Linked DNA regions of Mus musculus: regions 1, 2 and 4 are each linked to region 3. A link is a contact called in public Hi-C and HiChIP or PLAC-seq data. All regions are on one chromosome and are shown on one strand. The core of a region is the stretch at or near the end of the contact, and the rest is flanking DNA. Distances in the headings are between cores, read along the strand shown.

Region 1 (7,451 bases), core at 2,601-5,100, 290 kb before region 3:
AGAATTCTTGAAAAAGAGAGCCACTGCTGAATACAAATGCATAGACACAGCCAACAAACTTGCTCTCTCTCACAAAAATAAAAGAAAATTAAAATAACATCCGAAGTAATGCACCATTTGGGTTCATTTGGTCATTTATCAATCAGCAGCTGAGGGAAACATTTCAAATCTTTTCCTTCCCTAGTCCGTCTTTCTATTCTTTCTCCCTGAAAGTTGCTGATAAGGGTGTGTTTATTTTATTTCCCACCCACCCCCAATATTTTATTTTCTATTCAGAATAGTAAAATAAATATATTGTATACATTAGAATGCTTTCAGCCACAGACATTTTCACCCCCTCAAGATATGAGACTCTATTTGATAAGTACATTTACCACATTCTAATTTTCTCCTTTATTATATTTACTCTTCTCTAATATAATACATCCTGATGGTAGCCTCTCCTCTCACCCCTCCTCCTAGTTTTCCCCTCCCACAGATGAGGAGTTGTTTTTTTAAAAAGCATCTATCCTTATTTTTCCTTGTACAATTCTAGAAAATGTAGTCCTAAGTTAGTTGTTTATATAAATTTCCTAGGCAGACACCTTGGAAAGAGGAAATCGATGTTTCATGAATACAAAATACAAGCTGTATTTTTAAAGTATTATTTATTCCTAGCATAAACCCAATTCAATTCAAGTAAAAGACGGGGAAAACAATTAAACACCATACTTTTTTCTTTTCTTCATTTTACTTTATTTTTTGTTTTTTGGTCCTCCTAATATATTGAAGATGGGCCACATTGAGATAAACTATGTATTAGTTGCATTAGCTGAGTGCATGCGATCTTAAGAATTAGAAACCACAAAAGCAGGTCAGATACTGAGTGAAGTAAAGATTGTTCTTTTCTCTCATTTGGTGATGAGCAGGGCTAGTCCCTATTGTGACCACGAGGGGGCAATCACGTTCTAGCACAGAATTTTGCAGGTATGTGTTCACCACAGCTCACAAAGTGACCTAAGATGTATTTTTTTTTAATCCAAGCAAACAGCAAACACCTCCTGTAACCTAAAAATAAAAGAGAAAACACACCCATATTCCGTCCTTCTCTCTGAGAAGCTGGGTTACAGACTTTGAGCTGGCTCAGTGGTTACGGGCACTTGTTGCTCTTGCAGAGGACCTGGGTTTGGTTTCCAGGTATTCACATAGGAGCTCCCAAGTATCCGTAACTCCACTTCCAGAGAATCATACGATCTCCAAGGGCATCAGGCACACATACACGCAGGAAAAAAAAAACACTCATTACACATAAAGTGAATAAATCTAAGATTATAGGGCTAGCCAACTTTGAATGTGTGTATTTATAAGATTAAACTGTTGTAGGCAGTTTGCATGTGAACCTGCTATTATGAAATGACTGTGCTGAGCTCAAGATGCAATTCAGTATATTTGCAGTTTTAAATTTTTAATTATTGTTAGATCACAGCTCACACAAACTGGCATCTGTTATTTTGAAACGCTTAAATCCGTCCTCCGACAAAGAACAGTAATGTCATCATGTTCTAATTTAGCAGCTTTTGCGTATAATTAAACATATAATAGCCTGCGACCTGTTTTTCTTCTGCTTATAATTTTCAGACGCCTTTCACAAAACACCAATGGCTATTTACACGTTCAAAGTAGGTTACAGTTCCTCAAATGATGTTTCAATTCGGTGTTCAAGAAGCAAACCAGGGGCTGTAGAGATGGCAAGGAAATTAACAGCCTTTGCTGTACAACTCAAAAGACCTGAGTTTGAATCCTTGCACCCATGTAATATGTCAGGTGTGGTTTCATGTGTGCTTGGAATGCTGATGTTGCAGCAAGGTTGGAAATAAGTGGACCACTGAGACTGAAACACACAGGCTCCAGATGCAGGGAGACCATGCTTTGAAGGGATAAAGCAGAAAGTGAGAGACGAGGATCCCCAGTGTCTTCTGGCTTCTTTGCACTCATGCTCAGACACATACTCTTACAGACACCACACAAATATCTCTTACACACATACACACACACACACACACACACTAACAAACTTCATGTACACTAGAAATAGATGAATGAACTACGGCCTCCATGTTGTTCAATTCCAGCTTTCAAATAAAAATATACACCTCATTAATTGGGAAATGTGAGCTATTTCAAAAATCCAAAACCAAGACATTTTTCTAACTTTACCATGCCATGAAAATATTTCCAGATCTTAGTATTTTAAAGTTCTTGGATATTTGACTGAGCCTATAAATATCCTTCTAAAAGAATTCATTTCAGAATCATCCTAAAATTTCTGATCCTGTCTCCAAGACTTGCTGACACTAAGATGTGGCTGATGGCAACTGAAAGCTGTGGTTGGAATTTCAGAATAGCTCCTACCTTCACCTGGATGATCTCATGAGTTGTTACAATTATTGTGGAGTAAGGATAATGATTCAGTTTCAATTGCTCTCTCTCTCTCTCTCTCTCTCTCTCTCTCTCTGTGTGTGTGTGTGTGTGTGTGTGTGTGTGTATGTGTGTGTGTATGTGTGTGTGTGTTGGCATGATTCCAAAATCCTTTATGGATATTCACATTTAAGCTGAAAGTTTTTTATGAAAATATCTTTATTGCTTTTTTAAATGTCCCACTACTTGATTTAAAAATCATGATAGTGTCTTTTTCACAAGCTTTACAAATTACAGGAAAAAAATGATTTTCTCCTTCTGTATGGAAATTTCATTTCCAATAGACAGGGTTCTGTCCCGGTTGAAGCCTGGCAGGAAGGGGGGAATAAACAAGACTAAGGATGGCTGGGGCTCTCTCCTTACAGCTGAAGCTCAGGCTCCTCTGAGGGAGACTCAGCCTGTGTAGCCCTGTGGCCCACTGAGGCAGGCCTCTGCCATGAAGGTCTCCGGGCCGCTGAAAGCCTAGAGTGTTGTACATCAAGGTAGCTTTGAGGGAATGAGGACCCTAGCGAGCCTATGGCTTGGACCCCTCTTGAGCTGAAAGTTGTAAAGATCACAAGGAAAATAAGTTTGAAATAATTTTCCCTCTAGAAGACCTCGACGTCTTTACTGTCTGTCGGAGTAAAGTAGTAGAGGCGTGCCCGATGATTCAGTTCTCTAGCCTTGGGAGTAGTGGGCGTGCTCAGCATGGAATCCCAACCACCAGCCTGACTCAGGAAAACTGTTTTTCCTTTGCCTGCCTATGTATGTCTGTGCATTATACATGTGTGCCTGGTGCCTGAGTAAAATCAGATCCCCCGGAATTAGACTCACAGATGACTGTGAGCTGAGAAACGCACCCTCTGGAAGAGCAGCCAGTGCTCTTAAATCTGTGAACCATTCCTCTGACACCCCCTCCTGATTTTTAATAGTCCACAGACCCATGAAATTCATTGTAGCTTACATGGTGGCATCAGGCTCTGTTGGTAACACACACACACACACACACACACACACACACACACACACAATTGCATTATCTTTGTCAGCTATAGCTTCCAGACCACATGCTGACCTATGGGAAATTCCACTTCAGTCATTACTGAACTGTCCTTCCTCTTTGAGGTTTACACCAGAGTAAGCGAGATTTACAAAATGCTAAATAAAAACGAAGAGGGGGGCGTTTGGTTTGTTTCCTCCTGTACTATCACCGCGACAATGAACTTTAGTTTTTAGTGACCCTGTAAGTATCTCTGGTATTTCCTACCTCCCCGAATACCAGGGCAAGGGGCTCACTGGCAAAATTGGGTAGGAGCCAGGGCACAGACACATTCCTGTGAGTCGTGTAGCTCTGCTTACCAAAGAGACGCTTCTTTGGGGATGACTAAAGGCCGCAAGTATGGTTTTAGCTCAAGGGATGGAATATGCAGTTAGTTGCTAAATTAGTCAGCTTAGTCTCCTGGCTGCAATGAGTGGCTCAGTGGTAGGTATGTGACTTGAGCTGCTTACATGCCCAAAAGGCTCTTTCTCTGCCTCCTGGTGGTGATACAATGTGCCACAAAGATGCCTGAAATATTTGTGGTCAGTTTGTTACCAGGAAGTAGCAACAAGTAGAAGAGAAGAAAGCTTAAAGAACCTGAAACCTCTGGATATGGCAATCACTAGATGGTCCATCCTTTCGTCACACTTCCAGATTTTGTCTCTGTAACTCCTTCCATGGGTGTTTTGTTTCCTATTCTAAGAAGGGGCAAAGTGTCCACACTTTGGTCTTCGTTCTCTTGAGTTTAATGTTTTTAGCAAATTATATGTTATATCTTGGGTATCCTAAGTTTCTGGGCTAATATCCACTTATCAGTGAGTACATATTGTGAGAGTTCCTTTGTGATTGGGTTACCTCACATCCAGAGATCCATCCCATGATCAGCTTCCAAACGCTGACACCATTGTATACACTAGCAAGATTTTGCTGAAAGGACCCAGATATAGCTGTCTCTTGTGAGACTATGCCAGGGCCTAGCAAACACAGAAGTGGATGCTCACAGTCAGCTATTGAATGGACCACAGGGCCCCCAATGGAGGAACTAGAGAAAGCACCCAAGGAACTAAAGGGAACTGCAACCCTATAGGTGGAACAACAATATGAACTAAGCAGTACCCCGGAGCTCTTGTCTCTAGCTGCATATGTATCAAAAGATGGCCTAGTCGGCCATCACTGCAAAGAGAGGCCCATTGGACTTGCAAACTTTATATGCCCCAGTACAGGGGAATGCCAGGGCCAAAAAGGGGGAGTGGGTGGGTAGGGGAGTGGGGGGGGGTTATGGGGGACTTTTGGTATAGCATTGGAAATGTAAATGAGCTAAATACCTTAAAAAAAAAAAAGAACCTGAAACCTGACACTGACTCCTAAAGTGGTGAGTCTCGGCATAGGATAATTGTATGAACCAAACAGACCTCTTCATTTAACCCAATCTGAGTCAGATTTTCCCTAGTGGAAATTGGAACATGGAAGTGAGGCGATGTTATAGTGTCTCATTGTTGAATAAGCAGGGCAGGTGAGGTCCAAATGAGAGAGAAACAAGGACACCTCTAACTCATAAAGTTAGCAGCCCTCATTAAGACTCATTAACTGACGTCCTGGAAGAACCCTTACTAAACCTTTGCCTTTGATATCCTGGATATTACGGTTTGAATGTGAAATCTCTCACACAGGCTCGGGCGTCTGAGCATGGTGGTGGTGTTACTTTGGTAGTTTGTGGAACTACTTGGATATAAGGTCCTCAGCTGATGGCTCTGTTTTTGGTAGTTTGCGGGACCTTTAGGATACAAGGCCTACCTATTGAAGTATATCACTAGGATAAATCCTTGAAGGTTATATCTGTTAAGGTCTAGGTAAAATATTAAGTCTTAGAAGGAATGTTAAAGCCGAGGTAACAATTACCTGGCTAGTCTGCCATTTTGTGCTGTTGCTAATATTATAAGGCAATTCTCTCATATGTTGTTTCTGCTGTTACTAGGAAACTCTCTCATGCCTAAGTTGGTTACACATTCTGTTATGTTCTGTGCTCTTGGAAACCAATCTCCATAGAAGTCAATAGAACTGCTTTTGTATAGTTACCCACAAGAAGCTCGGACCCAAACCAACCACCCAGTAGCACTTCCTGCACCTGTGGAAGCTTTTACGGTATTTGCTTTGTAAACTGCCCCTGGGATAAACCCAGTATAGGAGAGACATGTGCACCAATATAGGAAACTATTTGAAATAAGACTTCCATTTTGAGTAGGGGTCATATAAAGTTTAAGTTCCCAAGACCTCCTGGAAACTGACACTGTATTTGGCAGAAAAAGACTATATATACCTGGGGTAACTGACATCCTGGTTGGCAACTTAAGACATGAATGTCATCATGGTTAACCAATTGAGACATGAATGTTAAACAAGGTAAGTCCCCTGCCACAGTTAAATACCCCAACCACTGGGAACAGTAGAAGTGTACAACACAGAGTCTCCTATCCCTAAATTCTTATTGGTAGAATAGCTTAACACAGATATTTGTGGAATTTAGGCTTAAAAACCCTGTAGGATCTTAACTTAGTGTCACAGTTCAGCTCCTGAGTCTGGACCATGGCCTTGACAGATGAGTCCTAGGGTTTGTGCTCAATAAACGCTCCCTGTCTGACTGAGATCGGTGTTTGTGTGGTTTCTGTGGCAACTCCTGAACCCCCAACAATGTCTGCCCTAGGTTTAGGCATGAATGTTCTTTTCCTGGGCCATCACAATGAAAGGCTCTGAATTAAGGTGAAATTTTATATTGTCTATATTAAAAATAAAGCAGAGTTGGGAGGATGAGCCAGGGGTACTTGCTATGCAAGTATGAGGACTAGAGTTCAGGTCCTCAGAAGCCACAGAGAAGCCAGATATGCATATAGTAGCCTCATGAAACCCTAGCAAAGACAAGGCTAGCTAACTAGACTAGCTGGAATCGGACAGCTCTGGGTTCAACAAGAGATCCTGCCTGAAAAAATAAAGTGGAGAACCATCAAGGAATACATCTGATGTCAATTTCAGGCTTCCACATACATGGAGACACACATGCTCATGGGTGTGAACCAACCCCGCAGGTATGCTTGGAGAGAGAGAGGGGGGGTGCTGGCAGAAAGATGACAGACAGACAGAACCACACACATCATATGAAAACATTATAGGCTCTGGAATACAAATAGAATTGACTCCACCGTTCACATGGTACATCGGGGCTTCTTTGTGATCTGAGATGCGGAGAGCCACAGATTATTCATTTACACATGAGGTGCCCATTCCCTAGGTCTGTGTGAGTCAGGAAAGTGAACTGATCTCAAGCATGAAGGTGCTCATCACTCTCTTCCGGGAAAATATGTAAGATAACCAGCTAATAACTTGGAGCTAGTATTGCACCAATGGGGATATCTTGCCAAGTCAGTCATTATGGTAGCCCTTAGGGCAGACTTCTGGGTAAGACTCAGGCTCTTTCAGTAACGTTCACAGCATCTACCAGCTCTATGAAAGCTAGCCAGTAGGAATGGAGCTTCCAGGTGGGTACCAGCTTGATTTCTCTATGTTCCGTGACTTAAGAATGTGGTGTCTTCAGCAACAGAGTCTTAACATCAAACTCTGGAAGGTTACTAAGAGTAAAGGCAATAGCCTGTCATGTTTTTTGGAGTCTATAAGATGTCACTGAGCAACAACTTCAAGAGAGATAACATATTTCTGGCAGTGAGCTTTTTATTTGTCAGCCTGTGGTGTTGAGTAGGTTCTTTAGAACCCATTACAGGGTAACACATTCAAATTCTCTTTATACGTGCATGTGTATGTGTTTTTAGGAAGTGTCTATAGTAATAAATTACCTTTTTAGAGAGGTCTCTAGTGTTTGTGATTCCATCCATTTATTCCAGTGGTTCTCAACCCCACAGGGGTCACACATCAGATATCCTGCATATCAGATATTCATGATACCATTTATAACAGTAGCAAACCACAG
Region 2 (7,451 bases), core at 2,229-4,728, 360 kb before region 3:
GGCATTCCCCTACAATGGGGCATAGAACCTTCACAGGACCAAGGGCCTCTCCTCCCATTGATGACCGACTAGGCCATCCTCTGCTACATATGCAGCTAGAGCCATGAGTCCCACCATGTGTACTCTTTGGTTGGTGGTTTAGTCCCTGGGAGCTCTGGGGGTACTGGTTAGTTCATATTGTTGTTCCTCATTTGGGGCTGCAAACCCTTCAGCTCCTTGGATCCTTTCTCTAACTCCTCCATTAGGGACCCTGTGGTTGGCTGCAAGCATCTACCTCTGTATTTGTCAGGCACCCTACACCAGCTAAGGCAGTGTAATTCTACTGTTTGTCCAGCAGGTGGCAACACCAGCTTAACAAATCAAATCTGGTAAAACACTTCACAAAGCCTGCAAATAAATATTAACCTATAATCAGGTCCAGAAATCCTCAATTTTCCCATTAAAGTTGGATTTCTCTGACCGCAATTATCTTCAAACTGGCATAATCTAAAGGGAGGACATGGAAGCTAATTTGATCACTTGAGGTCACATAATTCTGACCCACCACCTATTAGGTTCTTGACAGGAGACGGCCTATTGGAATCCCTTCACTCAGAATGTACCCCAAATCGCAAGCGTATACACTGAGGGCATCTCTCACACACCAGTGGTGATCGCCTATAACACTGATTGTGCTGGAAGCGTCTGCAGCCCAGGTAATAGGTCGTTGGTTGAGAACTTGGCGCAGCGTGAAGCGGTGCTCACGGTCTTCATTATTCATGTAGTACTCAAACACGCCAGTCTGATCAGCAAAATTCGGAGCTTCACTAAAAAGTGGGTACTCTGTTCAGAACACAAAAAGTAAGTCCTCCACTTAGTATCTCAGCGGCTGATTAGCAAGCCCTTACCAGATCTCTCCTTTCTGATATCGGTGATACACTGTGAAATACTTGACTAATTTATAAAACATAATACTTAGAAACAAAGTTTAGGGTGTGTGTGTGTGTGTGTGTGTGATGTATTTGGAAATATATCCAAATAATTGACCAGATGCCTGTACTAGAGCCAATCAGCTGAAAGTTCATGTCCTGTCATGGACTGCGAGAGCCAGCAGTGAGTGGCAGAGTCCCCTTGTTGGGTGCAACAAGCGGGGCTGGCCCCTGCACGGGGTACGGTACGTCACACTGGCAATGCTAATCCTCTGCGTGCTGCTTTTCTACAGTTGTCAACTCTGAGGACCCAGCAAGAACAGAGCTACCTGACTCTTCTCTGAAACCTTCAATCCCACCAAATGCTGTTCTTGCTGGGTCCTCTGAGATGCAAACACAATGCGCATGCCTTCTGTTTTCATATGGTTTCCCCCAGTTACCTACCCATCAAGGCTTTTCTAATCACTTTACAGCAGATCCCCCTAAAGACCTGAGAGCTAGACTATAACCCCCCAGTAAACAATGAGTTGGAGCCCCTCATTACATCATAACTGTGTTAGGCACTCAAGTCCCTCGTACTAAGATACATAAGGTGGTTTAGCCTCCACATGCCTCCAGGACGGCAGCACCTAGCTATACACCCTAAGTTTCACCCAGAACAACTTAGAATTATAACTTTCATTCTCACAATGACTTCTGCATTTCTTCTGGAACTGAAAAACAAAAATCCACATCAAAGAACTAGAAACACTAGCTACCTTTGAACCAAATAAAACGCGGAAGCAGTGCTTCTCAACCTGTGGGTCGCGACCCCTCTGGGGTTTCAAACAAACTGGACATCCTATTTATCAGATATTTGTATTATAATTCATAGCAGTAGCAAAATTACAGTTATGAAGTAGCCATGAAAATAATGTCGTGGTTGGGGGTCACCACAGCATGAGGAACTGGATTAAAGCATTGCAGCATCAGGAAGGCTGAGAGCCACTGCTCCAAGGGCTACTCTCCGTCCAGTCTGACAAGAAGAAGCCCTGCCCTACGTCTACAGAAGGTGGATGACAGGTCGCGCCTGGCTAAGACTGCTTACCAACATTGAAATCATCCTTGTAGTTGGTTGGGAAGGGCTTCGAGCTGGGAGGGGGAGGGTAGCTGCCTTTGCGACCTGTGGTCAGAGTGGTGAGCGTAAATATCTCGTCCTCCTCCAGTTCCAGTGTGAAACTGCCGCTGCCGTCAAGGAGCTGAAAGAGAAGACAGCCCCACGTTCAAGGACAGGTGCTGGGGAGCGGTAAAAGAAATAAGCGTGAACAGCCATTCTGTTAGGACCTCCTAAACACGTGAGGAAGACCAGAAATAAGTACCCAGGCCCTTGACAACTTTAAGGGTATTTTAGAAGTGTATAAATAATATTTTATAGAATTTCACCAGATGGGGGGTGCCAATGACAAGATACCTGAAGGTCTATCTGTCACCCTACTCTTCCATTACACTGTAAGCTCTCTAAAGCTTGGGTACATTCAATTAATGTAACTCAGCAGCCTGCTTGCTTCTTTCAGAGCCTTGCTAAAGAAAAGAACCCACAAAGCCCACAGACACCTCAAGAAACATCTTACAATAAGAAATAAAACTTAAAATCTGTTCATCGTATAGTCAGTTCAGATTTCAATTAGTAGGCTGACTCTGTGTCACAGTTAGCCTTCTTGAAGCTAACAATACACTGAGAATTAAACCACATGTTTATAAAGGTCTTGCTTAGTTCACCTCGAAGTGTGGCCCCGGGGAAATACTCCCTAGAGCATAGTCCTGTAATAAGCGTAGCCCTCTGGAGCCGTTTGAATCCCCACATAACTAATGTGGGCTTGAGCTCAAACCTCCTTTGAAACTTTAATGAGTTTTATCTACACTGAATTAAAGGGTTTAGCATCGTATCATTGCTTTAAGGGTAAATAGATGCAGAACCATGAATATCTGATGCCACATTCTGCCTCAGGATTAACAATATTCCTATGCAGGAGATCAATTTGATTATGTTATTTCTAGCAAACTATTATACAAGTACAGAGTGGCCTAATGGGCATGTAACCATTGATATTGACTAGCTAACTATAACATTAATCATTATTAAAAATCCATCAGATTAAGTCAAATAGATGATGTAATTAACCTATTTTCTGGGGCCTCTTTATTCTTGGAAATCTTTCCTGAGAAGTCACCCAGTTCCAAGCACCATAAACCCCTGGACTAAAAGCAAAATAAGGCAAATCCCCAACCTCCAGGACAGCAAAGTGGTGGGGAGCCTGTGATGAGACCCACAGAGCCCGACACTGGGCCCAGTGAGTGAGGCTTTGAAGAAACCCACACTTGAGGTGACATATCTTCACAGATATGAAGGAAATTGAGACGTTCACTCTGGGAGGAAACACCAGCTACTGAGATAAGCATCTGAAAAGGAAATCTGTTTTCTGCTTCCTGAGAGGACAGTGAGGGTCACGTGACAGGTCAGTGGGGCTCACATGGGGAATGTGAGGAAAGCTATGTGGGGAAAGCTGCTGATCCGTTCCTATTTTAGGCACCCCACTCTCTAGCATTGTGATGGCTGGCTCTGAGATTCTGACTGACTGCTGAGACCTGGGGCACTGTCCACGAATAAGGGAGACCAAACAGAAACGAGTAGCAGAGAGAAGAAAGAACAAAGCATAAGAGAAACCCACAGAGGGCAGGACTGCCTACAGTCAACTGCTGTGGGGACACAGACTGAGCGGATGGTCTCAAAGGGGGGCAGCCAGGCAATGGTGGCACAGCCACCAACATAACTAGTGTCTAAGGACAGCACAGCGGTGCACATAAAAGCTTCTCACACCTTCATCACGATTTCTGATGAAGATATGAATGCATTTTATCTCCACTGTCCCGTAGCCATAAAATCATCTTCATTTTAATTCATTGATCCAATTTGCCCCTTTTTACCGTTGTAACGTCCCAAGCATAGAAATCAATGATAAAACTACCCATAGAGTATCCAGTTGTTTAAAATGAAGTCTCTGCTGCGGAGTTCCCAGCTTGGTATACCACACCTGCAGCTCTTGTATTTCTCTCTGTGGAGAAAACACAAGAAAACATACTTGAGAGATTCATCAATTCCTGTTATTAATACCTCAAGAAAGCAATGCCCACTGTTTCCAGTCGCTGAAAAGACCACCTCTAGGTTTGGAAAACAGGACATTGTTTAAGCCAATCTTTCACGTCCTGTCACCAGGAGCAGCAAGCAGCTGCATTAACCGCCTCCAGGGACCTGTCTTTTTCTGCTTTCGTTTCACCTAAACGCGTAAGGAAAGCGGGACACAGCCTGGGGACACTGACTGGCACCAGCTTAATCACTGTAACACTCAACTGGGCATGCTCAGAAGCACCCCTGTCATCGTCCCCTTTTGAGCATGTATGTGTTCTCTGACCTTGCACTAGGTAGGTCCAGCATGAGTCTACGACCATTCCTTGTTAAACTCCCTTCCGCTGCGAATGTTCGGGAGTGTGCCTGTTTCTAACATGCTTGCCTCTAGCACTGTGCCCAGTGTCCCTGAAGAAACCTAACATGCTTCCTTTTACAGAGGAGAGCACTGTAGTCCAGAAATCGCTACTCATTTAACTCATTTAATTAACCCACTGCATTAACACCTGAGAACACTAGCGAAGATTAAACAGGTCTTAGTGCCTTCGATGCAAAACACTCATCTGCCCTCTGTAAAAACCTTGTTAAACATTTAACTATTTACTCTAAAATGTCTTTGTTTATTACTGTACTGGCTAGTTTTGTGTCAACTTGACACAGCTGGAGTTATCACAGAGAAAGGAGCTTCAGTTGAGGAAATGCCTCCATGAGCTCCAGCTGTAAGGCATTTTCTCAATTAGTGATCAAGGGGGAAAGGCCCCTTGTGGGCGGGACCATCTCTGGGCTGGTAGTCTTGCTTCTATAAGAGAGCAGGCTGAGCAAGCCAGGGGAAGCAAGCCAGTAAGGAACATCCCTCCATGGCCTCTGCATCAGCTCCTGCTTTCTGACCTGCTTGAGTTCCAGTCCTGACTTCCTTGGTGATGAACAACAGTGTGGAAGTGTAAGCCGAATAAACCCTTTCCTCCCCAACTTTATTCTTGGTCATGATGTTTGTTCAGGAATAGACACCCTGACTAAGACAAATTGGTACCCGCATAGTGGGGTATTCCTGTGACAACCTGGCCATGTTTTGGGGAGGACTGTGGAAGGACTTTGGCTAGAAGATCCATTCATTGTTAAGAGCTCTGTCAGATGTTGTGTAGGAGCTTGGAAGATAATGTTGAGAACAGTACAGAAGACGGAGGTCTGGCTTGTGAAATTTCAGAGGGAAAATTTTCAGGGCCATTGCTGTTTTGATTGGGAAGATTCTGTAGTTCTGGTTAGCTGGGGCTGAAGAATCAGCTGTGGTTAACAAGATACCAGAACTACTAAAGCAAAAACTTTGCATTACTGGGACTATTGATGCTGGTTAGCTGGAGCTAAGAAATTAGCGGTGATTAAGAAGAGACCATCATCATTGAGGTGACATCTTCTGGGAAGTGTTTTCTTAAAGCACAAAGAGTCTGTGTTCCAGAGATAGCCAAGGTTGTACTCCTGCTGCAGCGGGACTTGGTAATGTATAAGGGTCACCCAGGTGGTACTGGTTTTGAAAGCATGAAGGGGTCATGCAGAGCAGCTGAAGCTCGGCACTGTGAGAGGCTATGGAAGGCCATTGGTGAAGGTGCAGCCTCAGTTGCAATTGACAGCCCAAGACTGAAGGGGTCATGCAGTGTTTTGGAGATGCCAGTACCATGAGATGACCACCAAGAGCAGCAGCAGCAGTGGAATACAGGCATCTGGAGCCTAGAGGACAATGCATGTGCTATAAAGGGCATGGCTGGAGAAGTGACCCAAGCCCTTGGAGGAGCCCAGAAGATCGTGAGTTGGATCCCAGACATTGGATGGTTGGAGATTGATTTTTTGCTTTTGATTGTGACTGTGCCCTGATATTTTCCCTCTTGAAGGAAGAAACTGTTTTAGTGGAGCCCACAGTTAAAAGACTTTTAATTGTAAAAAGACTTTGGATTTTAAAAGAGATGGATATTTTTTTTTCGGTTATAAAACTGCTTTAATGGAAAGCCCCTCTCCCCCCAATACACCATCTGGGATGGGGTAGATGTGGCCAGGGCTGGCCCCAGGACAATACTGAGCCTGTAGTCGTTACCAAAATATACATCTGTCACCATAAAGGACTTCTGCACCGCCTCAGCCCCACAGGTATAAAATCATAAATATTTACACTCTTCCACGCCTTCCACAGAACCAGGGTGCAGGGAACCCCTCCCATAGAAACAGGCTAGGATGGAGGCGGCCGTGCAGGAGGGACATTAAGGCCTCGAGGTCAGCCTCTCAACTGGGCACAGTCAGAGGCAGGTAGAAAACAGAACTTTGGTCCAAATTTTTGAAGGTAGAAACCCACAAGTCTCAGAGCTTTTTCTCCAGCCCTGGCCTGGGCCCACCTGCAAGTTGGTCACTGGAAGGAGCTTATAATCAAGTGACATGATTCTCCCATGTCCCTGGCCAGCCCAGAGGGTCCAGGCCATCCTCAGCTGCCGAGCCTCATTGTGACCTTTGTATTTGATTCCGTGTGGTCACAGACACCTGTACCTAGCAATATTTCCACTTGACCAAATACCTGAGTCTTTTCCATTTATATGCAAGAGATATAGTTTTAAATAACTTTTTATAGCAATGATACAATTGTATGTGTGTACTCTGAGCTTCTGTGTCCCCTGAGCTCCTTCCAGAGATGGATATTTTTAAGAGATTGAAATTTTAAGAATATGTAAAGACTGTGGGACGTTTAAAGTTATTTAGACCTTGGGGGTGAAAGAGAGGCCCATTGGTCGTGCAAACTTTATAAGCCTCAGTACAGGGGAACGACAGGGCCAAGAAGTGGGAGTGGGTGGGTGGTGGGGCGTGTGGGGGACTTTTGGGATAGCATTGGAAATGTAAATGAAGTAAATACACAATAAAAAAAAACTTTAAAAAAGAAACAGAAAAAAAAAGAATGTAAGGGTTGAGGCTTACTAGTGATGTGTTTGTGTGTCAAGTTGGCAAGGGGTCAATTGTACTGGCTGGTTTTGTGTCAACTTAACACAGCTGGAGTTATCACAGAGAAAGGAGCTTCAGTTGAGGAAATGCCTCCATGAGATCCAGCTGTAAGGCATTTTCTCAATTAGTGATCAAGGGGGAAAGGCCCCTTGTGGGTGGGACCATCTCTGGGCTGGTAGTCTTGGGTTCTATAAGAGAGCAGGCTGAGCAAGCCAGGGGAAGCAAGCCAGTAAAGAACATCCCTCCATGGCCTCTGCATCAGCTCCTGCTTGAGTTCCAGTCCTGACTTCCTTGGTGATAAACAGTAGTATGGAATTGTAAGCTGAATAAACCCTTTCCTCCCCAACTTGCTTCTTGGGTCATGATGTTTGTGCAGGAATAGAAATCCTGACTAAGACAATTACTAT
Region 3 (7,224 bases), core at 4,574-7,073:
CCATATAGCTCCCTTTCACCACAGACTGCTATCTCCTTTGCCAGGATGGAAGGTAGGGTCCAACCTTTACATGCTGATCCATGCTGTAACATGTATGCAGCCTATGCAGGTGCAAGTTGCTGAAACAGGCCACAGCTGGAGACCCACTGGCCACCTCCACTCTCTCAGGGAGACTTGTGAGTGTATTGTGGAGTAGGAAGAGGGGGTGACCTTGAAATTGATAAACCGTGGAGGGAAAGAAAGTGTGACTGATGGTACCCTGGATAGAGAGGTCAGCCTCTGTTCCCTACCTATTTGAAGTCTGAGGGTCCCAAAGAAGTTGCTTCCCTTTTTCTACATCCTAGCTTTCCCGGCAGCAAGACTAACACTCTTAATATCTGCAAAAATAGTTTCTTGAAGAATAAATGACATCATTTGTAAAAAGTGTTCTGTAAACTGAAGAGTGCTACACAAAAGGTGAGGGATTTTTCTGGAACTCCCCACTGAAAGTGCAGCTTTTTAAAGAACCCAGCTCCCGTTCGGAGGTTTTATCTATTTCTTAAGTGTATTAAAGTGCCTGAAAATAGCCACAGATCCACTATTAGCTGAATGAACACTGACCAGATCTTTGTCTGGCTAGACACACCCATCTGGCATCACTACCTCAAGGCTCACACGGCCTTTCGATTCCTGGAGAAAGAGGGGAAGGAAAGCAATGTGCTACATGGGCTTGAGAACCGGGAAGGAAATGAGACTGAGAGGAGGAAATGGGGAAATGGATGTGTGTTCTGGCACCATGCTACTGAAGACAGCCTTCTTCTTCTTCTGGTTTTATTTGTACTTTGTGGTTTGCAACTTTGAGGCGTCTAGAATTTCATGATACCAGAACCTTGGATACCCTCCAGTCCCTCCATTCACCTGTTTATTCATCATCCAAACATCAATAGATCTGTCTCTCCCCCCCCCCCACCTAGCTCCCCCCTCGCTAATCCTTCCCTATCTCCCTTCCTGTCTCTATTCATCCATCTATCTACCCATCCGTCTGTCCATTCACCCATCCACCCATCTATCCGCTAAGTTCAAGTTCACCATTCAACAATGGGTTTATAAGTGACTAAGGTTTGCCAGGTACTTCCTGTGGCACTGGAGTACAATTTTGAACAAGATGACGAAGCGCCTGCTCATGAAGCTCGAGGGCTAGCAAAGGAGTTTGGCATCCAACATAGTGTGTAAGTAAGGTGGCTCCAGACTGCAACTGCCAGGAAGAGCCCTCAACAGACGACCCATTCTAGAACCTGACAGAGACAGGGAACTGGATTCCTCAAAAAGGGCAAGAAAGACCTTTCAAGGGAGGTAGCGTGTGACCTGAGAGTCGCATGGTGGAAAGGAGCCAGGTGTGTGAATATTCACTGTGAGCAGCTCAAAGTACACATGCAGAAGCTCTGTGACAAAAAGCAACATGAGTCCTTTACAGAAAAGGAGAGGGGGTAAAAGAAAAAGACAATCCATTGCCTCAAGTACCCAAAGGTCAGAACAAGGGTGGGGTGGAGCAAGAAGACGGAGAGGTACACAAAGAGCCCACAGGTATACAGAGGTCATATCCATGACTGCTTTCTAAATGGAAAGAAAGTAAGGCCCAGAGAGGCTAAGTGAAGACCCCAAAGTCACACAGCCAGTAAATGACACAGCTGCTTCCAGAACCTAATTCTTTTCTACCCCCGTGTCTTGAGTTTTCTCCACTATATTGATCCACTTGCCTCAAGCCCTGAGAACATTCTGCATTGATGTTTCTAGGGCTTAAAACTTGCTGGAGCAGCATACAAATCTGGAGTAGGCAGGAGAACACCAGTAAATGATTCTGGTGACTTGGCATGACTACCCCTCCTCTGCCTAGCCTTCTCCCTCTTTACTCTCTTCCTTCTCCTTTACCTCCCTCCAATAAGTTTTGACAGTCCTTGAGTCGGAAGACTCACCAGGCAAGAGCCAGATGTCCCAAGAGTCTATTAGACACATGCTAACAGAATGATTAAGAGTCCAGATTTTAGTCCAGCCCCACTACCTACTAGCTGTGCAATTCTGAGCAAGTTGCTTGACCTTTCTGATCCACAGTTCCCTTATTTTTAAATTTAGGACAATACTTTCCTCCTAAACTGCTTTCAGCATTAAGGAAACTAATACATGAGAAGCATTCAACTGGTATCTGGCACATAATTCTAAGACCCACCCATGGCCAGACTCTAGTCACCTGCTCCTTCGGAAACAAAAGATATGAGCCAGATCACGGCAGAAAGCGCAGTTTCACGGTGTCCTGGCAACAGCAATGGTCAAGTAGGACAGTAACTACTTGACCAAATAAGAACTATGAAAACTGAGTCTGAAGACTGACTCCTCTTCCAGAGGACCCGAGTTCAATTCCCGGCACCCACATGGCAACTGGGTAAGCACCTGTAACTCCAGTTCCAAGCGTGATCTCATGCCCACTCCTGGCCTTCATGAACACTTCATGCATGTGGTACACACGTGAAACACCCATACACATAGAACTAAATGAAGAATGTTTTAAATAATGAAAATAATAAGATAACGAAAGCAAACCAGAAGGGGACCCGTGAGAGGGAGGGAGTAGGAGTGGAGTAGGGTGTTGGGATGTAGAATATAAATATGAGTAAAGTATAATGATACATATGAATGAAGATGCCATTATGAAACCCATTCCTCATATGTTAGTCTTTTTTTTTTCATTTATAAGTAAGAATTGTGAGCATAAGTGATGGGAGCAAGCACCTATTCTGGCTCGTGAAATGCTGTTCTTTTTATTGTGGTGTTTATTTTTAGCGTCTGTGGTTGTAACTATAGATGTTACTAGTATACTCTTCTTCTCTGTCTCAGGCTGTGAAACACAAAAAAATTCATGAGAACCACTTGTCACGGAGACACAAGATGTTTCAGAAATAAGTTTTCAAAGCCAGCATCAGAAACACAGTCCCTTGATGTTCCTAGCAAAAGCTATCTACCCCCCCCGCCCTGTTAACTGCTGCCCCCTGGGGCCATCTCACCCTAGAATGCCCCCCACTTCTCCACACCAGTCCTGCCCCAGCTGCATCCTGGTCCTCCAAAGTTCCACCTGGGTGCTTCCTTCACAAATCCTGTTGATTTCAGGTCACCAAAGCTTCTCCCTGCATCATCTCTCCATCCTCGATGCCACTGCCTTGGCTAGTGCACCCTGGCATGTGGTCCCTAGAATTGCAATCATCTTGTGCCAATGGTTCTGAAACTTAGCTCAGATCACGTGACTCCGGCTTGAACCTCTTCAAGGCTTAAAATAAAGACCCCTCTTCCTCAATCCCAAACCTGACTCTATCACAACCAACACCGGGGCTTTGGAGATCCCCAGCCATGCCTCGCAGCACGAATTCCTGACTTTCTCTCTCCTCTAGGCTTAGAGCACTGTTTTCAGCTCCTCAAATACACGTGTTCCTTCTGCTCTGTGAACCTCTGCTCTGAGGTTCCCTCTAAGGAAATAGAGCCTCTTCTCACTGGCCTGGCAACTCCCACTCTAGGTGCCAGTACCATAAGGGTGTCATTTCCTCAGGAAACCTGTCATCCTTTCCTCTGGCCTTTGCCAATCTGCTTGTTTTGTTTCAGACAGAGGAGAAGCCTAAGTTGACTGGGAACTCACGAGGTAGCCTCATGTTAATTAAGCTCAAACCAATGGAAATCCTGCCTCAGGCTCCCAATTGCTGGCAATACAGGCAGGACTCACCACACCCAGCTTCAAGGTTTTCTAGCAGACTTTCTTAAAGCCTCTTGGTGCCCACAGAGCATGCTACACTTTGAATTCCTAATGCCACCCTACAGTGACTAATTTTGACCTGACACCCACACTGTAAACTCCAAGAAGACAGGTATTTTGCCTGCCCTCTTCTGACTATATTTCCAAGTCTCAGACTGTGCCCGGTGTCAAGTATGTATTTGACGAATAAATCCTGCGATGATTTAAAATAAAAGCCAAACTACCAGGCTTTGTAATTTCCAGAGATTTGGAGACCAAACAGAAGGCTGAGGCTGTACTGAAGGTATTTACAAACTGAAGGGCAATACCTCTTCATTCACTCTTCAGTCAGGCAAGTCATAAGACATTTTCTTCAAACATAACTTGCTTTCCTGGATCTAGTCTGAGGAAGGGAAGAAATGAAGTCATAAAAGAAATTGAAAGGGAGGAACTGAGCTGAGTGGGAATTAGATGTGATCAAGATATATTGTATAAAACTGTCAAAGACTAAATAAAACAATATTCTTTAAAAGAAGAAATATAATCTCTCTCTCTCACACACACACACACACACACACACACATTTTAACTCCAAGACTCACTCAAGCGCTGCCTATCCTACCCAATTCAGCCTGTATATGAGCTAAGAGGTGACTGGACACACTGTTTCAACTTGTCCCGCTCCAATACTATTTACAAAGAGCCACAATATCTATACATTAACATGTGGGGCAGTGGCCAAGACCAGGAGTATGGTGCACCCACACAACCTGCCTTAATACTCTTTACAGGAAGGGAAAGTGAACCCACACTCCTAAAAGCATACCAAACCATTGTGTGCGTGGGCACGCTGTAGGTTACTCCGTGAGCCCTTCCCAGACCCACCCTTGTGGAGAAAAACCACTCCCCACAGCCTTTCTACAACCTGAGCCAAAGGAGCCTAGTCGGCAGGATTAGTAATAAGACAGAGCAAAGACTCTGGAAGCCCCTTGGGCTCCATTATGCTTCATGCCCTATGAGAGAAGTGCTACCCCAGGGACAGCTGGGGCAGATCGTAGCCTCACATGCTGCCAAGAAACCTGTCCCTCTGAGGACACGCGGGCCATGAGGCTCAGCTCCAGGTCCAGTGAGAGTCACCCCACCCATCTGCCAGAGAGAGACAAAGATCACTAGAAACAAAGGACACACACACACAGGCACACGTACATGCACATTCACAAAGTCAAAAGCAAATACCAACACTTGGTATAATTTCAAAACAAACAGCAGCTTGGTGTGTCTTTAAATAGACGGTGAAACCATCCTAGAGGGACAACGACTATGTGATCTTGACAGGCGCGATCTGGGTTCCGAACCCACGCTGCCTCCGCCCTCCTCCCACCCACGCTGCAGTTGTCAGGCGCATTTCCCAGCCTCAGGACGCATGCTGCCTGCCGGGAGCAAGCCCATCCACGCCTGCCAGTGAGGCACCAGCAGGTGGAAGAGAGCCAGGGTAGCCCGAAGTAGGCAATACCAACCTTTAGGATCCCAGTTCACCTGCTTTCTTGGCGTCTCGATTGGAAATTTCATTGCTCCGTTGCCCACAGGGGGATGAAATGAAAAGAATCAAAATAATAATAATAAAGTCTTCAAGATTTACAACTCGTCGGTTAAACAGACCAACGGAACAATTTGTGAGGATGGAGGAGCACTGAAGTGGCTCGTGGGGAGCCCCAGAGAAAGACAAGCGGGGAAAATACTAGCAGAGGAAAGCACCGAGCACTGGCTTGGTTGGGTGTTTGCACCGGTTAAGGGGGTGGCCAGCTGCTGCCCTTGTGGGTGAAAGAAAAAGTAAGATCGGATGCTGAGGGTGGTTCCGAGAGGATCAAAGAGCCGGGCTGCTTCTGCAAAAGCGCGGTAGGCAGATGCGAGGCTGAGCAGCCGCCGGGCGGAGGCCGGAGTGAAGCCCACCGCAGCGTCCCTCGGGTCCCCAAAGGCGTGTTCGTACCCCCTCTCTCGCATCCACACACACGCACACACACATACACACACATCCATACATACACGCACACACACACACACAGGCGCGCGCACACCGGGCCGCGCGCTCGGGCGGACACGTCAGCCTCGCTCGTCTGAGCACAGAGCACTCGCCCCTCCCCAGCCGCGGCTCCTCGCCCCCGGGCGACGCCCCCCACTCTCCACCCGCTGAAAGCCATTGGACAGAAGGATGGCGCGGCGCCCCGGGGAGCTCGCGGCTAAGGCGACCCTCCCCGTGGCGCGCTGCAGGTGCCGCGCCACTGCGGGAGAACGCCGGGCGCGCGTGGACCCCGGACACCCGGGCTCGTCGCTGGGCGGTGGCGGACCTGTCCTTCCCCGGGCTGCGCGGAGACAGCGAGCAGAGGGCGCGGCTGCTACTTACTGACGCGGCCGCAGCGTGCTCGGTGGAGTTGCAGCCGGAGACACGCTTGGCTGCCTGGAAGGCTCTGCAGGAGGCGGAGGAAAGGGCCTGCCTGCCGCGGCCCCACCGCAGACCTCGGCCTGGGGGGGGTGACCTCCTTTCACCGCTCCCACCCCGGGTGCCTGCTCTTTCTCTCTTGTCACTTCATTTTTGGTACTCCACTCCTTGCTCCCCAGCGTGGTCCTCTCGCCTGAGTCCCGAACCCAGGTCCCCACGGCGCTCCTGAGTGAAGGAAGCTAACACCAGCCATGAGCCTTTTGTTCTGGGACCGCTTGGCGCTGGCTGCGATCTCATCGCGCGCCTAGTTCCCCAGGCACAGCTTGGTCTCTTCCCCAGCTACCTGTAGCTGGACTGGGGCTCCTGCTTGGAGGCTGGGGAGATGGGCTGGGGAGAGACTTTGAGGCCCAGGAGGAAAGAGGAGTTGCTAAGGTTTGGCGACTCTACTTGGAGAAGCTAAGGAGGTGGCCCGGGAGCCCTTGAAAATCAGCCAATGGTGGGTGCAGGAAGACTTCAGCCCTCAGCTGTGCTCTCAGAGAGTTAGGGAGATGCCCCACCCCATTCTCCCCATCCTGGAATCCCTAGGTGGGTTTATGGTAAGAAAAACGCCAGAAACGGCCAACAGTGCTCCGGTGCTCTTGAAAGAGCCACCCAAGTATCCATATGAATTCTGCTTATAAGTTCACTGGGGTGCCTAGCAACAGAGACTTGCACATAACAGACACTCAAAATAATTAACAACAACAAAACTAATAATATATATGCTAAAGGAAGTGTAATGTTTGCTAAAGGAAGGTTTGATTAGCTCACTGTGGTGTTGGATAGGAAGTTCAACTCAGACCCCTGGCCTATAAGTAAGTAAAATCTCTTATTCATTCAGCATCTACATACCGAACTCCTTCTGTGTGCCATCACAGACCTAGGTGCTGGCCACCTGGCAAAGGGCAAGACTGGCGTGGGTGTCCTTCGGAGAACACGTGCCAGGAGGTCAGATTGATGGTTACTGCCTTAACTTAGGGAAGAAGAAGTGACAACT
Region 4 (7,902 bases), core at 342-2,841, 270 kb before region 3:
GTAGATGGGCAAGATTAGGATGTAGTGACAGACAGCCAGACACACAAGAGAGGTGTTTAATCTGAATGTAATTTTCCAGTCGAGCATCAGACTTTTATAATACAGAATAAATTGCAGAACAAGGCACATTGAATTTTTCCAGGTGCAAAAGGAGTGACTTCAAAAGGAACCAGATAAATGTATAACACTAGAGATTAGCACAGATGCAAGGGGAGTGACTACAAAGGGAATTTGTAGGGACCAGATAAATGTTTACATTAGATATTAGCACTTTCTGCCAGGCAAGAGTTTTACACTAAGAGTTAAAAGCCTCAGGGTAGTTAACTCTTGATACGCCTCAAGGCTAATGTAGTGTCACTGACCCCAAAATTCTCTAGGCCTCGTTAATTCTTATCTATATCTGGAGACTGTCCATTTTCAGTATAGTATACTAATTTGCTCTTGGCATGGAATGTAGTCTGTAATACGAATTTCTATCTCAGTGAGAATATTAGACTCTATTTTCAGACACTGAATTAATGGCTAGTGCTTTATTAGCTACTGAATGGGTTAAGCTCCTTGCTGCTATCTGGAGTCTAAGAACACTGGGAAAAGGCTTTAGCTATGTTAGAATACAATCTTAAAAGGCATTTGCTATAAGGTAAAGCTATATAGAGTGCACATGGATCCATACACTAGACTAATGTGGATTTGGAAAATTAATTTTATGGGTTAGGGAAATAGCCAAAGATCCGGGAGTAAGTTTCCTTGAAACTCTTTCCTTATGAGAAAGCTTTCAGTCTTTCATCTGACAAGCTGACTCCACCGGAGTCCCGTGACAAGAGACCCAAGATTTTGAGATCAATACAATAATGAAGAAGGGGAAATAAATTTTTCTCCCCTGAGGAATTCGTGAGTGTTTGAGGTAGGAAATGATGGTCATAGGAACCATCTGTGAAATGCTGGCTGCCCACCAGATAGCCATTATTTTTCTTGAGAGACAATGACTTTATTTCTCAACTTCCCATGTAGAAAAATGACTACTTTTCATAAACAGAATATGATCACGTGCCACTTTACCCCTTGACCCATGAAGGCCTCTCACGTTTCCTCCAATATGCCCTTATTGGCTGACTGAAGTTGTAAGGCCTTGAATCCACAAGATGACAGATGTTGGAGGAGCATCATTACTTCCTGAGCCCTTAGATGACCATGGAAGAAAGGAGAATCCCCATCAGTCCAGGTCTTCTCATAATGACTTCTTGTCAGATATTTGAGATTTTTAACTTCAGTTTTGCTTATTCTAATATATCATATGAAGGGATAGCAAAGTCTGTGTTTGTAGTAGTTTCGAACCTTTTCAATAAAGACCAGAGTTGATGCACAGAATCCAAGATCTCTCAAGTGTCCTGGATAGCATCCCTGTTGCCCAGGTTTGATTGCACAGTCCCTTCTTATGAGTCTTTAATAAACACAATCTTAGTCTTTAGTCTCCCACTCCTTCCTTCTATCTTTTCTCTCTTCTCCCATGCCCCTCTGTTGTACTCCCCTGACAAAGCTCCAGCTCTGGTTCCATCCAGTTCTGCTTCCTCCCACACTCGCAGACTCCTGTGGCTAAGTTTCTACTTTCGATCATAGTACCACTGCAGGCACCACGCTGCAATTTCATATCCATTCACCTAATCTCTCATGTGGCTATTTCATCCTATTGTCTCTCAAGACTCTCCAACTCCTCCCCTCCCTCCTCCTCCTCCTCCTTTTCCTCCTCCCCACCCTCGCTGATGAGTTTAAATTCCACATAAATAAGAAAATAGACAGGATCCAGAGAGAATTTCCATTAGCTTTCTCTACCTCCTGCGCTGCCCACCTGCACCTGTTCCTGTGTAGCACACCTCCCCTCCTGGGTAAATTGTCTGTGCTCCCTTCTAAAGCCAAAACCTCCATATGTGCACTGGGCACCATTTCCTCACATTGACTTAAGGCGCTTCCTCCAACTGCTCTGTTCCCTCTCTCCTACACCATCACAATTTCTCTCTATGACAGAGCTTTCTCTTCATGGCACAGAACATCTAGCAACATATCCTGCTTAAAAATAAAGAGTAAAACAAATCATTCGCTGGAATACCCACTATTCCCCAACTTCTGTCCACTTGCTGGATTTTTTTAGGTATATTCCTTTATCTTCCTTCCTGTAATCTTATTCATTCTCGAGCCTAACCCAGGCACCTTCCAGTGGTATCCCTGAGTCAGCTAGTATCAAGATCACCAATGATTTTCATATTATTAAAGCCAGATGGCCACATATCTATTCCTCTCCCATTCATCTCATCAGCTTCACTTGCTATAGTATATTATTCATTCTATCCTGTGATATTTTATTCTCTGTTCCTTTACAGACCCCTATTTCAAGTTTTCTGCCCTTTTTTATAAATGATTCCTTCCAGTTGTAAAGTGACCTTTAAAATGTTGGAGTACTCCAGACCTTGTCTGTCATATTTGCACTTTGCAAACTAAATTCATTCTCTAGATTTTGTCAGAGTTCATAGATTTTTACAAATGTCTGTACAGATGGAGCCCAAATTTCTGTTTCTAAGCCAGGCATCTCTGCTAACTTCAGGCTGGCCTAGCCAACTACCTCCTTGAAACCCTCACTTAGATGTCTAGTAGTTATTTCAAAGTTGGCATTCTAAAATATAAAACCACTGATTGCCTTCACACTCAAGCCAGCTTCATACAAATGGCTCATTTTAATCACTTAAGCACCAACATCCATTAGGCTTCACTATCCCCCCCTCCTTTAGCCCTACAGCCAGTGCATCAGAACATCCTGGTTCATTTGCATCATGCTATGTTCAGAATCTGACCACTTCTCAACACCTTCATCACCATAGTCTCTCATCTCATTGACTTGTGGTCCAAACTACTCATCCCTTCCCAATCTCCTAATTTCTGTCTTTCACATGAGAATAAGTTTTCTTTGGGATATTCGGTCCCCAGTTGCAGAGGATGCGTCTTCACACTTCTTGCAGCTCAGTGTAGTCACTTGGGATTTCTAGAGCCTCCCTTAAAAGATAGATCAGAGGGACCTCTTTCCTTGCTGTTCAACTGCATTTCCTCCCATCCTATTCTCCATCAACAAGGCGACTTCTTAGACCATCAGGACCTTCTTGTGCCAACTCTTTTCTGTCTGCATTTGTGTGAGTATTGAGTTGGAAAGGTTTTGCATCCCCAGGGCCCCTCATAAAGCACAGCTTCCACTCATCTCTGGTGGACAGACACTGTCAGTTTCGCTGCACTAACACTGCTGAACTTTGCCAAAGCCAAAAGGCTTTCTAACTTGTCTATTACCCCCCTCCCATAGCATCAACCAAAGGGACCCCTTGATTCTCTTGTTTCTAAGATGGAACAATTTTTATTCATTAATTTTTATGTGTAAATGTTTCATTTACATCAATGAGTCTTTTATTTACAATTTTTTAATCTGAGCACTTAAATACCTTGGTCTCTGTCCTCAGTGACTTAATTGGGGTTTTAATGCCATGAACAGACACCATGACCAAGGCAACTCTTATAAAGACAACATTTTGCTGGGGCTAGCTTCCAGGTTCAGAGATTCCGTCCATTATCATCAAGGCGGGAACATGGCAGCATCCAGGCAGGCACAGTACAGAAGGAGCTGAGAGTTCTATATCTTCATCTGAAGACTACTAGCAGAATACTGGCTTCCAGGCAGCTAGGATGAGGGTCTTAAAGCCCACACCCACAGTGACACACCTACTCCAACAAGGCCACACCTACTCCAACAGGGCCTCGCCTTCTAATAATGCCACTCCCTGGGCTGAGCATATATGAACCATAACACTCAGAGGCCTCTTTTCTTCTTGTTTCTGTTCCTATTGTATTCCCATCCAAGTGTTTGGATGGTTCTATGTGTCCATCCCTGTCTTTCTTCTCTTCCTCAAGTCTCATCTCTGCCCACTCTTCATCACATTCTCTCCATTCTGGATGGCACGGCTCACTTCTCATTGGTCAAGCTCTACCTGCTTAAAAGACTCTTAGCCTCGTTATCCTGTAACTCGTTCTCTCACTTATTTAAGATGGCTCCTGAGGCATCGTCTTATCCACCAAGCACATTCTAACTACATTGTAGAAACTAGGATCATCACTTTTCTTTTGAGAAAGCAATTTCTTGACTTATACTGGGACCAGATACTCACTGAGTCGTGGTGGATTTAAGCCAGAGATTTAAGACACAAAGTTTGGCTTAGGGAGGCTCTAGTCATGATTCCCATATGATTTGCACCAAGACTCTAAGGCCATTCCCCCCCAAAAAAATCAACAGTAGATATTATATTTGTTAATATAAAATTAGTTTCAAATATCAATGTTCCTAGTTCCTTTCCCCCAACCCACTTCCACCCACCACCCAGCTAGATGGTCTTCCTTCTAAACAAGAAGGATAAAGCCTCTACCTGCAAGACATCAGACAGCACAGGTCACAATCCCCCAACTCTGCTGTCATATACTCACGTGCTTTACTAATTCAGGGAACTTCATTTTCCTTAGTAATTTTTCATATCTATGGCTGCTCATCCCCACCAGATGACTCTGCAAAGCTGGGAGAGCTGTTTGCTTTGGAGCATAATCCAAGTCTGTTTTCTTTTAAAATGTCCATACAGGACAGTTGGGTCTTGAAGATATGCAGAGATGACTAGAAACAAATTAATCATTCTGAGGAAAGGATCTAGCCTGGTGCCAAGGAACAACTCCTGGAAAATTAATCACATTTTCTAGTCGGCAAATGCACTATTTGCAAGTCACTAATGACATTGATCTGAACCATCAACAGTTCAGACTCTTCAAGGTGAACAGTTCATAAAATATTTGTGTAGAGTTCAGTAGTGCCTGTTACATATTTATGTTCTATCTTCATTAGAAAATGCTGTTGTTTCCACTTTGATTTTCTATTGTTTTATGATTTCTTTCAAAACCAAGTTTTGGAAAAACAGTAATAAAAGACACTTTGAATGGGATTCCAGGACTTTCTGCTGATCAGTGTATCTGAGATTGATAATTAATGTGAAACTGTTCTATTTGCCTGTTTGTTTATATTGTGTGTGTGTGTGTACATGTTCATGTGCATGTGTGCATGCCAGTGTGGGTGTGTATACATGTGTGTATGCACACATGTAGATGCCAGCTGTTCACATAGAGTGTCTTCTCCTTACTCTCTCACTAAATATTTTTTAAAACACAGTCTCTCCCTCAACCTGGAGCTTGCCTAATGACTAGATGGGTTGGTTGGCCAGTTATCTGTAGGGAGCTGGCTGTCTCTGCCACTTTCCCAGCAAGGCAAGCATAAGCACATGACACATGTCTAGATTTTACATGAGTACTGGGAGTCCAGTCCTCTGGTCAACATACTCACTTGGCAATCACTTTAATCAACAGAGTCCTCTCCCCAGACCCCATCTTGTTTTTCATTCAACAGTATCTTAGGGAACATATTTAACTAGTAATGGCAGTCATTTTACTAGGCACTACATTTACAACAGGGGAGGGGAGTGGAATGGAAGAGGAGGAGGGGAAGAAGGGAGGGAAGAGGGAGGGAGGGAGCACTCAGGTTTCATTTTGTGGAGATTGTGGTCTGATTCACAGAAGGAAAATGTAAAAAACTATGAAGTTGGGATGGTACTCTGTTCGCATCTGCATCAGCAGCATGCAAAGTTTAAGGAGATGAAGGAACTGATGAATGCAGGAACCTGAGGGTTAATCAGCAGGACCACTTGCTCTGTAGCTGTCTGATGGGGAAGTATATGGATTTGTACATCTTAGCTCAATCTCCCCAAAAATGGTTGCCTCATGCTGTGGTGGCTAAAGACATCTAAACAAGGGAAATAAATTTGAGACGTAGGTCCTTGCTTTGATTTCTGCACTCTAAAATGTTGGAACTGTTGTAAAACTAGGAGCACGCGCATGCGCTTACTCATGCATGCACACATATGCCCACACCCTGAAGAGCTTGATACTTTCCATCATCTAAAGCAAATCAGACATCTGATCCAAGCAAGGCTGTCCTGTTGAGAAATGAGTCGGCAAGATGAAACGTTCTGTAAAGGGTCCACATGCTCTCATGTGATGGGGTTCCTCTTAGTTTCTTTAGAAAACCAGAGAGGAAACAGCCATTGACCAGAGCCCCCTTTTATTTTCCTGGGGTTAATTTGTTCATCTGGTGGGTGGTTTCTAACTGCCACAATGTGTTGACTCAGAACTTTGTACATATAATGCTGTGCTGCACTGGCAGAATTTTGTCAGGCCTGCTCTTTCTCAGGAATTCCAGAAAGATGGAATCCTTACTCTCAGACCTCGTTTACACTGAACAGAGGCAGAAATACACATCCCCAAAGGCTAACCCTAATACCTTTCTGATAACCACGAAACATCATGTCCTTAGCGTTGTCTGGAGACTCTGACAGGAACTTTGCAGACCATAGTCATCTTCTTGATCCTCAGAGGACATGGATGCCAGCCCAGATCAACACAGGGTACGTAAAATGCTGAGCACAGGACTATAGTGACCTAGTTCGTGATAAAGGATTCTCATAGACAGGGCAGAGTTGTAACATCAGCAAAGCTGCTCATAGATCTGTGGCATTGCCCTGCCATTGTTACCCTTCATATCCCTTTTTCTCCACACTTAAAAAATTATATTCTCTTTGGGTCTGTGGGGTGTATCATGAGTATTCTGTAGTTTATGGCTAATAATAATAAATAATAATTAATAAAATAATAACAATAATCAGTGAGTACATACATGCTTGTCCTTTTGGGACTGGGTTACCTCACTCGGGATGATATTTTCTAGTTCCATCCATTTGCCTGAAAATTTATGATGGCCTTGTTTTTAATAACTGCATAGTGTTGTGTAAATGAACCACATTTTCTGGAGGGAACTGGGTGGGAGAGGGAGTGGGGAGAAGAATGAGGAGTGATAGGGAGAGACAGGAGAGAGGCCCAGAGAGCCAGAGGACTAAATGGAAATCTACAGCTGCAGGGACTAGGAAGTCCCAGAGACCTGGAGTAGGGGCGGCTCCCAGGAGTCAGTGTGGATGACCTTAACTGAGATGCTTAATAGTGGGGACATGGAACTTAGAGAGGCCACCTCCCAAAGCTAGGCAGGAGCTCCAGTGTAAGGAAAAGGACATCAGCCCACCCACAAAGCTTTCAACCTAAAATTTGTCCTGTCAAAAAAGAAATGCAGGGATGGAGCAGAGACTGAAGGAAAGGCCAACCAATTACAGACCCAACTCGAAACGCATCCCACAAGCAAGCAACAGTCCCTGACACTATTAGTGATACTCTATCATGCTTGTGGACAGGAGCCTAGCATAACTGTCCTCTGGGAGGTTCTACCCAGCAGCTGACTGAAACAGATGCAGATATCCACAGCCAACCATTAGCTGGAGGTTGGGAATGCTTGTGGAAGAGTTGAGAGAAGGATGGAAGGCCCTGAAGGGGATGGTAATCTCCAAAGGAAGACCAACAGAGTCAACAAACCTGGATCCCTGAGAGCTCTCACAGAGTGAGCCGCCAACATACATGAGCTGAAACCAGGGCCCTGGCTCATGTTTAGCAAATAGGCAGATCAGTCTGCATGGCTGCCTTGTCTGCCAGTGGGAAATGATGTCCTTAATCTGGGAGAGACTAGATATGCCAGGGTGGGGGAGATGGAAGAGGTACCCTCTTAAAAGAAAAGGGGATAGGGAGTATGGGGGAGGGACTCTGTGAGGGAGGGACCACAAGGAGAGCAGCACTCAGAATGTAAATAAATAAATATTATATTCTCAGTTCCTCTAGGCCATGTGTCTGAAGTGTATGCTGTCTTCAGCAATGAGGACTTACATCCTCCTCTGGGGGATAGGT

What was found. A called contact is a pair of places that touch in the nucleus more often than the background predicts. HiChIP or PLAC-seq counts read pairs in DNA pulled down with a chosen protein or histone mark.
Region 1: a contact with region 3 is called in an H3K27ac HiChIP or PLAC-seq map of the NIH/3T3 cell line, with 6 times the contacts expected there. The contact joins the enhancer-like site here to the promoter of Kcnk10 in region 3. A contact is called at or near these places in 11 of 39 promoter capture datasets (the HPC-7 cell line, cranial neural crest, embryonic stem cells and 6 more), 27 of 484 Hi-C or Micro-C datasets (B cells, CD8 T cells, the HL-1 cell line and 17 more), 16 of 115 datasets of contacts at active chromatin or transcription factors (the NIH/3T3 cell line, Th17 cells, astrocytes and 9 more) and 2 of 9 other capture datasets (embryonic stem cells and liver).
Region 2: a BATF HiChIP or PLAC-seq map of CD8 T cells shows a contact between it and region 3, with 5 read pairs. The contact joins the enhancer-like site here to the promoter of Kcnk10 in region 3. A contact is called at or near these places in 5 of 39 promoter capture datasets (cranial neural crest, embryonic stem cells, hippocampal neurons and 2 more), 2 of 484 Hi-C or Micro-C datasets (the HL-1 cell line and embryonic stem cells), 2 of 115 datasets of contacts at active chromatin or transcription factors (CD8 T cells and bone marrow-derived dendritic cells) and 1 of 9 other capture datasets (liver).
Region 4: a Hi-C map of cerebellum shows a contact between it and region 3, with 1.6 times the contacts expected there. The contact joins the enhancer-like site here to the promoter of Kcnk10 in region 3. A contact is called at or near these places in 5 of 39 promoter capture datasets (cranial neural crest, embryonic stem cells, liver and 2 more), 3 of 484 Hi-C or Micro-C datasets (cerebellum, cortical neurons and nephron progenitors) and 10 of 115 datasets of contacts at active chromatin or transcription factors (SST interneurons, embryonic basal ganglia, embryonic forebrain and 6 more).

Annotation. Positions count from the first base shown.
Region 1 is chr12:98,279,776-98,287,226 of GRCm38.p6, forward strand. No RefSeq gene overlaps it. Among named protein-coding and RNA genes, the nearest start is that of Gpr65, 15 kb to the left of the region's middle. Within about 2 kb of position 3,851, at least 137 of the 459 cell types and tissues checked have an H3K27ac peak or open chromatin away from gene starts, as enhancers often do. A contact at or near this core is called in CD8 T cells, the HL-1 cell line, the HPC-7 cell line and 11 more, where this site is marked.
Region 2 is chr12:98,212,338-98,219,788 of GRCm38.p6, forward strand. It overlaps Galc (galactosylceramidase), which reads right to left. Exons shown (of 17, transcript NM_008079.4): 12 at 3,914-4,000; 13 at 1,996-2,146; 14 at 645-822. Among named protein-coding and RNA genes, the nearest start is that of Galc, 43 kb to the right of the region's middle. Within about 2 kb of position 3,479, at least 27 of the 459 cell types and tissues checked have an H3K27ac peak or open chromatin away from gene starts, as enhancers often do. A contact at or near this core is called in CD8 T cells, where this site is marked.
Region 3 is chr12:98,568,889-98,576,112 of GRCm38.p6, forward strand. Kcnk10 (potassium channel, subfamily K, member 10) reads right to left here and starts at 5,824. Exons shown (of 7, transcript NM_001316665.1): 1 at 5,269-5,824. The coding sequence starts at 5,320.
Region 4 is chr12:98,305,775-98,313,676 of GRCm38.p6, forward strand. No RefSeq gene overlaps it. Among named protein-coding and RNA genes, the nearest start is that of Gpr65, 41 kb to the left of the region's middle. Within about 2 kb of position 1,592, at least 9 of the 459 cell types and tissues checked have an H3K27ac peak or open chromatin away from gene starts, as enhancers often do. A contact at or near this core is called in cerebellum and cortical neurons, where this site is marked.